2 separate regions of the Zea mays genome follow, and region 1 is linked to region 2. A link is a contact called in public Hi-C data. All regions are on one chromosome and are shown on one strand. Each heading gives the region's core, a stretch centred on a gene start, on an enhancer-like site or on the middle of the called end of the contact. The rest is flanking DNA. Distances are from core to core; before and after follow the strand shown. Region 1 holds the start of LOC100192938 (putative RING zinc finger domain superfamily protein). Region 2 has its middle 13 kb from the start of LOC103640485.

Region 1 (4,073 bases), core at 282-2,781, 280 kb after region 2:
AGCTGCGTGAGCCCGCCGCCGGCGCCGCACCTCTCCAGGCATATGGAGCAGTCAGAAGCTGCGTCCGCGGGCGCGGCTCGCCCGTCTTCTGCTTCCTGTACCGCGGAGGCCGCCGGTTTGGGGAACACAGGGATGGGTTCACGTTCACCGGGCTGGAACTGGAACTGGAAGCAGCTGGTTTGACCGCCGCCCGAAGAGGCGTCAACGACGGGGCGAGCGAGTCCTCCAGCTCCAGCCCAGAGTGTCTGCAGCGGCCATGTCTTGTGCCTGCAAGCAACGGACGAGAGCACACACAGCAAGCGTAGATGTAGATTGATGAGCGTGTTGCCAGATTTAATTACGTGCAGCTAATAAGAGTTTGGTTAACGCACGAGGACCTTCGTCCCGCCGCCAGGACCAGGTCCACGCTGCCGAGCCTCTGAAGGAGCCGTTCCCTGGCCTGCTGCACGGCGTCGGGAAGCCGGCCGTGGTCCGACCCCGACGTGCTGCGGTGGTGAAGCCCTGCGCTGGAGGCCGTGTGAAGAAGCCCTGCTGCCTTTCCGACTGGCCCCGGAGGCTTGGCTGCAGCAGCGTGATCCCTTTGGTGCCCTGGAACATCATGCTCCTGTGCAGCTAGATTCAGTAGCTAAACTACTGCCAAGCTTTGTTCGCAAATGTAGATGAATTGAAGGGAACACATCAACACACACACATGATAACACAAATTTGCCCATTCAAGTTTATACCAATTGTACAAGCCCACATCGTTTTTACACTCTCTTTTCTTTTGACTAATATTTTGAGAGGCTGCAATCATCCATGCCAGGGATTCATCCATGCTTTCTAACTTAGGATATCCTCTGTTTTTTTTTTTTGCCTGCTAGGTTCGCTACAATAATACTCTGCCTAGTTCGAGATGGACTATGAGCTAACTTCTCATTCAAGCGGTGCCGAATATTCCAGGACGCTGGTGGACTCCTCGATGCTCCTGAAGAACGAGGAGGCTAGGCCTAGGCCTTCATCGAAACCGAATTACTGATGGACTCCTCAACCATAAGGGTGTACAGTACAGTACACTAGACATCTGCATCCATCGGCAGCTCTGCTCCACCAAGAAAACACCAACCTTTTTTCTCCGTTACGGATACGATCTGCAGTCTGCTGGAAGACCGGAGTTTTGGAATCAAGAAGAAAACCCTCCGGTTTCTTCACTCGGGGAAAACGCAAAAGGCCGCGGCTTTAATTTACTTATTTATTTATGTAAGCAAACAAAACGGCAGGAGGTGAGAGGGAACGGAACGGCAGCGTGTTGTTGGGTACTCGGTCAGTACTCACCGGCTTCTGGTGAGAGGAGGAGAGGGAGCCGCTGCGGCGGCGGCGGCGGGGGCGGCGGGGGTCGGGAGGCTCGGGACCCGGGTCGTCAGGCGGCGCCGGCGCGGGGCGGCGCTGGAAGTAGACGAGCTTGGAGGCGATCGGCATGCAGGAGGGGCAGCTGAGAGCTGAGAGGGGAGAGGAGCCTAGCCGTGGCGAACTGTTACAGCTCCACCCCAGCTGCTTTCTTTCTCTCAGCTCTCAGCTCATATAGTGGCGTCGTCGGTCAGTGCTGAATTGCCTTTCTTGGTGTACTCCTTCGCGATGGGGGTTATTCAGGGGGTCAATCTTGTCGCTAATCTTGTTCGTAGAAAGCGACAGATATTTCGTGTCTGTTTTCTTTCCGTGCGCTGCAAGTGCGAGGTCAGACGGGAGAACTGTAGACGCGTGGAGGTGGACGGGAGAAAGGCAAATCCAGGGCGTCCAGCACATATTATGCAAATGGAACTGGCAAGAGCAACGTCATCAGTTACAGTTAGGCTTATTAAGCTGACGGTTACTTCAGGAGTTAATGCTACCCTCCTCTTTTTGCGCTTTTACTCCATCGGTGCTTTTGCTTGAAAAACACACACTCTCCGCATCGTACTCGCTCTCTCCCTCCAAAATTAAAATCCTTTTTTACCGTTTTAGTATATTTGTCTATATCCCTTATCACCCATACAAATGGAGACATAAAAATTTAGAGCTAAAACGACTTCTAGTTTAGAGCGGAGGGAGTACAATAGTATATGTCGAAGAGGAAATCTTCGGCCGGGTGGCGGAATGCACCCGCCCTAAATCCTAAGATGAGGAGGGACCTAAGCGTTTTGCTTGTCTGCTAAGCGATGAACGAATCATAAGAACACACAACAGTTTAGAGTGGTTCGGGCCGCCGGAGCATAATACCCTACTCCACTGTGTGATGTATTGAGCTCGGGAGCTTGTATGAACTTGTGAGCCTGAGATGGATCTAAGTGTGTCTGAGTCTTGTAACGTTGCGTGCCTCCCCTTTTATAGCTAAAGGGGGGCATGTACAAGGGTGCTGAGCCCCGACATGCGGGCCCAGGGACATAACAGATGTAACACTTGAAGCAACTAATGCTGGTCGCCAGTGCAATCTTCTTGTGCCCTGATATCTGCGGTCTACGTAGCATTGGCGTGCAGCGGAAGTTTCCCTAGCAACGTACGAGTGATGATGAGCACAGTGCACCTCGCAATACGGGCGTACTGCCTGCCAACGAAATTGACAGGCACGCCGCCTGCGGGACGGTCTGGTCGTCGCCTGCCAGCAGAGTGGACAGGGCACATTTAATGCTGAGGCGGCACATCGCTTGTCAGTGGAGTAGACAGGGTGCATTTAATGTTGAGGCGGCACATCACCTGCCAGTTTGACAGGCGACACGCCTCACCCGCAATAAATGCGCGCGGCCCAGAGGCCTTACGTCCGGCTCCGCCCGTTGGCTTACGTCACAGGCAGCTGGCCACGTGGCAGCATCGGGTCTCCGCCTGAGCGGGGAGCAGAGACGTACGCAATATGGTTCGGAAACGTGTCGGCTCCGGACCCCCGCCTGGCCTTGATTAAGGTCCGGGTACTCCTCCTAGAATCCCGGGAGCTTGTTGTGAGCGACTTGGGCCCCACACAGGGAGGTCCGGTTCCCGTCTCGGGGGTCCAGTTTATACTCGCGGAGGTCCTGGATCCTGCCCGGAGGTTCGGGCTGTGTATCCAGGGGTCCGACACTTTCCCGTGGGGGGCCGGACCCACTGTTGACACCATGGAGTATATTGTCTCCTCCGGCCACGTGGCGGCCCCAGTGCCGCCCATGTGGCGGGGTCAGCCGCTGTTTGCCACATGGCTAGAGGCAGCCGCATGGACTCCGCGCTTTCACACTGTAGTAAGGGGTACCCCTGATTCAGGGTACCGACAGTGGCCCCCGGGCCCGCCTTAGGGGAGGAAACGAGCCTGCAGGTGGGGCCAAAGCTTGATTGGCGATTGGCACGCTGCTTCTGTGCGCTTGCTGACACAATAACTGCCAGCTCGCCTCTGGTCACGCCAACTGTCACGCCTATCCCCGCGGCTGACTGACCCGTGGTCTCCGCACTTGATGGTTTTGCTGAGCCACGCGCGGGGTGCCTCGATGCCACTGCATTGGTTTTGAAAGTTCACCTTTTTTGTCCTTTGCGGCGGCCCTGAGGGGGCGCAGTATGGGCGCGAGCAGCGATTCGACTTCTCTGCACCCAGGGGCCGGCGCCCAAGGAGGATGACTCGTGGGCCCGGGCCCCCGTGTCAGAGACTGTGCTGTTGGTTTTCGGCGGGGATGAAGAGGCGTGGCGGTTCGCTCCTCGCGTGGCGGTTCGCCTTCTTCGCACACGGAGGCCGACACCCAAGGAGAATGACTCGTGGGCCCGGCCCCCCGTGTCAGAGGTTGGTCCGTTGCTTTCGACAGAGATGAAGAGGCACGGCGGTTCGCTCCTCACGTGGCGGTTTGCCCTCTTCGCACACGGAGACCGACGCCCAAGGAGTATGACTCATGGGCCCGGGCCGCCATGCCAGGGGCTGGGTCACCTTGGCGCGCATCGGGCGAGATCTTCCGTGGTGCTTCGGGGCATCAGTGGGGGAATCTTTCTTTAAAAAGCAGATTCCCCCGAGCGCGGTAGCCATTCTCATCACTCGCAGCGCCCTTTCGCCCTTGAGTTCTCCGCGCTCTTCTGCCGTCGTAGCCGCCATGGCCTTGCTAGACCCTCCC
Region 2 (3,963 bases), core at 423-2,922:
ATGCTTTGGTCAGAGCTGATATTCCATTTCCATTCCATTCCCATGGCGGCGTGTCGGTCTGGCTCTGGTCGTGCATGGCGAGAACAGAAAGAAATTACCTGGGGGCAGCTGTGGACACATACAGCTGACAGTGAGTGAGCTGTGTGTGTGAGCAGCAGAGTGGCCTTTCTGACCGACCGAGGTCACTCACAAACATCAAAGTGGCCCGGTCCGGAGGGACAGTTGGTCGGAGATCTGATGATCGGTCCAAAGACGCACGCACGCACGCACTCTCGGCTGTAAAGCGCCATTACAGGACTGGGATGCAATGCAATGCAGGCAAAGCGACGCAGCTAGCTAGGCGGGGTTTAAAGATGCAGCGGAATCTCATCGTGCATGCGGTGCCTGCCTTTTTTTTCCCATGGCGGCTTTACTGCATGCAAGTCTGTCGTCGGCGGTTTAGCTAGCGAGAGGAGAGAGCTAGCGCGCGGCCGGGTTGGTCGCGGTCGGTGCAGTGGTGAATGGAAATGGAAATGGAGGCAGGGCCACTCTCGCTACTCCGTAAGCACGCACGCACCACTGGCAGCAGTGGGAAGGCGAAGGACCCAGCGGAGAAGAGCTTCTCCGGCAACTGGACAGCACTACCACCGTCGTCGAGCAGCTAGCTAGCTTCTAGCGATGACAGCTTCCGCGTACGCTGTCTGGGAATTGGATCCCGTTTCAGTCCATATCTGTCTGTCCAGTGTTCGTTCAGACGAGCGTTTTTTTTTTCCTGTTCGCGGCAGCACACACTGCACTGCGGGCGTGGCCAACTTTTTTACATTTTAGTCCTTTTTAAGTTTTTTTTTCACAATTATGTTCTTTACAGTTTCATTTCAAAAAATGAATCTCAACCTCGGCACTATCATCAAGGTAACGCATAACGACGCCAATATCGTTGGCGCCAACTTTTCCTACGTGGTGATAGTCGATATGACAAGTCCCATGCGGTCGGCGCCATAGATCTTGGCGCCGACCCCCCTCGACGGCGAGTTCTGGTGCTGTCCAGGAGGGTCGGCGCCAAGATCTATGACGCTGACTCCCTGGGACTTGCCACATCGCTTGCCACGTAGGAAAAGTTGGCGCCAATTATGTCGGCGTCACTATTCGTTACCTTGATGTCAATGATGATGGTGCCGAGGTTAAGATCTATTTTTTAAAGGGAAATTTGGATCCATACCATTAAAAGATCACCACTTTAGATCCATACCATTACTATCTCACTTACACGTGGGTCCACATGAGTCAATGACATGTGGGGTCCATGATATATATCTAAAGTTTGGATCTTTTAATGTTATAGATCCAATTGTTCCCTTTTTAAAATAAAACTGCAAAAGACATAATTATGAAAAAAACCCTAAAAGGACTAAAATGCAAAAAAAAAGTTGGCGGACGCGGCGGCGGTCTAGGTGGCTGCTAATCATGGTGTGCTCAGCGTGTGCATGACGGTACGTAGTGTTCAGACGAGCGTTGTTTCGTCGACGAGCTCAGACCATCATCATCGTGTGCGTTACGACACTAAGCATAAGGACGAATTTGTACGGTGGAAAATAAGACATCTCTACTTTGGTTACAAGCCAGCGGCTCCATGCTTGTTTTTGCTCAGCCACATGCATGTCAAGGCTTTCGGCCGGCCCAGACAATACCTACAGACCGAAACGTTTACATGGGCTCTTAAAAAGTCACAATACACGGGTGCTTAAGTGGGTCAGGCATCGGGCTACGAGCGTGGTCTCTTGCTGCTTCCATAAAAATAATACTAAGTGCTAGTGCTACGCGTCGGCGCCCATTTTATCACCAAACGCTGGAATGAACCGTCTGTCGGTATTGACACCTTTAGGTCTGTTCGGTTATTCCTATTTCAAGTGGACTGAAATATATTAGATTAAATTGAGACGTATTTTAATTTATTGTAGATTTAAACCGATTCAATTCTACTCAATTCACATGGATTAGCAATAAAACGAACAAGCCCTTAGATGATGTAGGATCAGATAAATTGAACATCTTTTGAGCACTAAGCCACATCCATGATGGTCACCACCTATTTAGGGCAAACAACAACGAACCCTAGGACCTTCTCGTGACAAGCACTACCGGAATTCGGCTTTTTGCCGAGTGTTAAATGATTTGCCGAGCGTTTTTTTTCGGGCACTCGGCAAGCCGAGTGCCAAGTAAAAAACCCTCGGTAAAAAACACTCCGCAAAGAAACTCTTTGCCGAGTGTTTTATTTTTTACACTTGGTATAGAGTTTCTTTGCTGAGTGTTTTTTATTGACACTCAACAAAGAGTATTTGCCGAGTGTTTTATTTTTGACACTCGACAAAGAGTTTTTTTGTCGAGTGTTTTATTTTGCACACTAGGCAAAGACAATTTTAAAATCACATTTTAAAGCAGTACATTAATTCAAATGAAAAAGTTTTCAACTACAAATTTGTATAACTCATCAAGATGTACAATTTATATTTTGATAATTTTCTTATATGACAAAATAAAAGTAAATTTGTTCATAAAACCTATCTCTTTCTCGTAGTTTATGAAACTATAAGAGAGATGTATAAGATTTTTGAATAATGTTAGAACCATCATTTGAGATGAACAAATGACCAAACAACCAAAATAAACTTTGTAGGTCTCGGGAAGTTATAGAATTTTGTAGTTGACAACTTTTTCATTTGAAGTTATCTTGTCAACGAAAACTACATTTGAATTTTAAAAATTTAAAAAATGAATTTTGAAAACGACGTCGGATGGGAAAACCACCAACATAAATGTTGTAGGTCTTCAAAAGTTATGAAATTTTGTAGTTGGCAATATTTTGGTTTGAAATCATGTTGTCATGTAAAACTATGTTTGAATTTTAAAATTTGAATTTTTTAAATTACCTCGAATGGAAAAAACCACCAAAATAAAAGTTGTTTGTATTGAAATGTAATGAAATTTTGTAACTAATAATTTTTTGATTTGAAATCATATTATCATTGAAAAATTCGTGTCTTTTCAAATTTGAAATTCAAATTTTGTAAATAGCCTCGGACGTAGAAACTATCAAAATAGAACTTGTAGATCTTGAAATGTTATGCAACTTTATAGTTGGTCATATTTTCAAATGAATTCATTTAGTGCCTCAAATAATCAAATTACTCTCGGTATGAGGAATGAAAACATAATATAGACAAAATGATGTAGTAGTGTAGTGGTAGAGGAGGGTATGCGAGAGAGAGGTTGCGAGTTCGAATCTCACCATTCACAAAACATGTTAATTTGATTTAAAATAATAGTGAAAAATGATAAGGAGATGGGTAACTGTAATGGGGAGTGGTTGGTGGAGAGTTGTTCCCATAATTTTAAAAAATGTTTTGCTGTTTTTGGAGGTTTTTTGCGATTCTTAATTTGCCGAGTGCTTTTCGACACTCGGCAAAGCCTTTACCGAGTGTCCGAAAAAGTGCTCGGCAAACAAAACTTCACCGATAAAATGTTTGCTGAGTATTCTTTGCCAAGTGAGTATAAAATGGTCTTTGCCGAGTGTCTGAGACACTCGGCAAAGAATGCGAGTCCGGTAGTGAAGCAATACCTTGGGTTCGGTCCCACGAGGCGAACTGTGGTCGCCATTTGAGAGTCTAAACTCATGCCACGTGCTGCTGTGCCTTATAAAGTTCTTGCAAAAATTAATGACAATGCATACATAATTGAGTCGCCTCCAGATTTTGGGGTTAGTCCCACCTTTAACATTTCAGATTTGAAGCCATACATGGGTGAGGAAGATGAAATCGAGTCGAGGGCGACTCCATTTCAAGAGAGAGAGGATGATGAGGACATCACTTCTATACATAAAATGTATGGACCGATAACACGATCTCGTGCATGACAGCTAAATATTCAGGTACATTCTACCCTAGTCAATTGTGTTTCAGAGCTTATGCTTGGGTCCATGGATGTTTT

The links. A called contact is a pair of places that touch in the nucleus more often than the background predicts.
Region 1: a Hi-C map of tassel shows a contact between it and region 2, with 5 times the contacts expected there. The contact joins the promoter of LOC100192938 here to the enhancer-like site in region 2. A contact is called at or near these places in 3 of 25 Hi-C or Micro-C datasets (ear, endosperm and tassel).

The regions. Positions count from the first base shown.
Region 1 is chr1:165,031,021-165,035,093 of Zm-B73-REFERENCE-NAM-5.0, forward strand. It overlaps LOC100192938 (putative RING zinc finger domain superfamily protein), which reads right to left and starts at 1,532. Exons shown (of 3, transcript NM_001138119.2): 1 at 1,315-1,532; 2 at 378-604; 3 at 1-267. The coding sequence starts at 1,458.
Region 2 is chr1:164,747,504-164,751,466 of Zm-B73-REFERENCE-NAM-5.0, forward strand. No RefSeq gene overlaps it. Among protein-coding and RNA genes, the nearest start is that of LOC103640485, 13 kb to the left of the region's middle. Within about 2 kb of position 1,673, at least 16 of the 20 cell types and tissues checked have an H3K27ac peak or open chromatin away from gene starts, as enhancers often do. A contact at or near this core is called in ear and tassel, where this site is marked.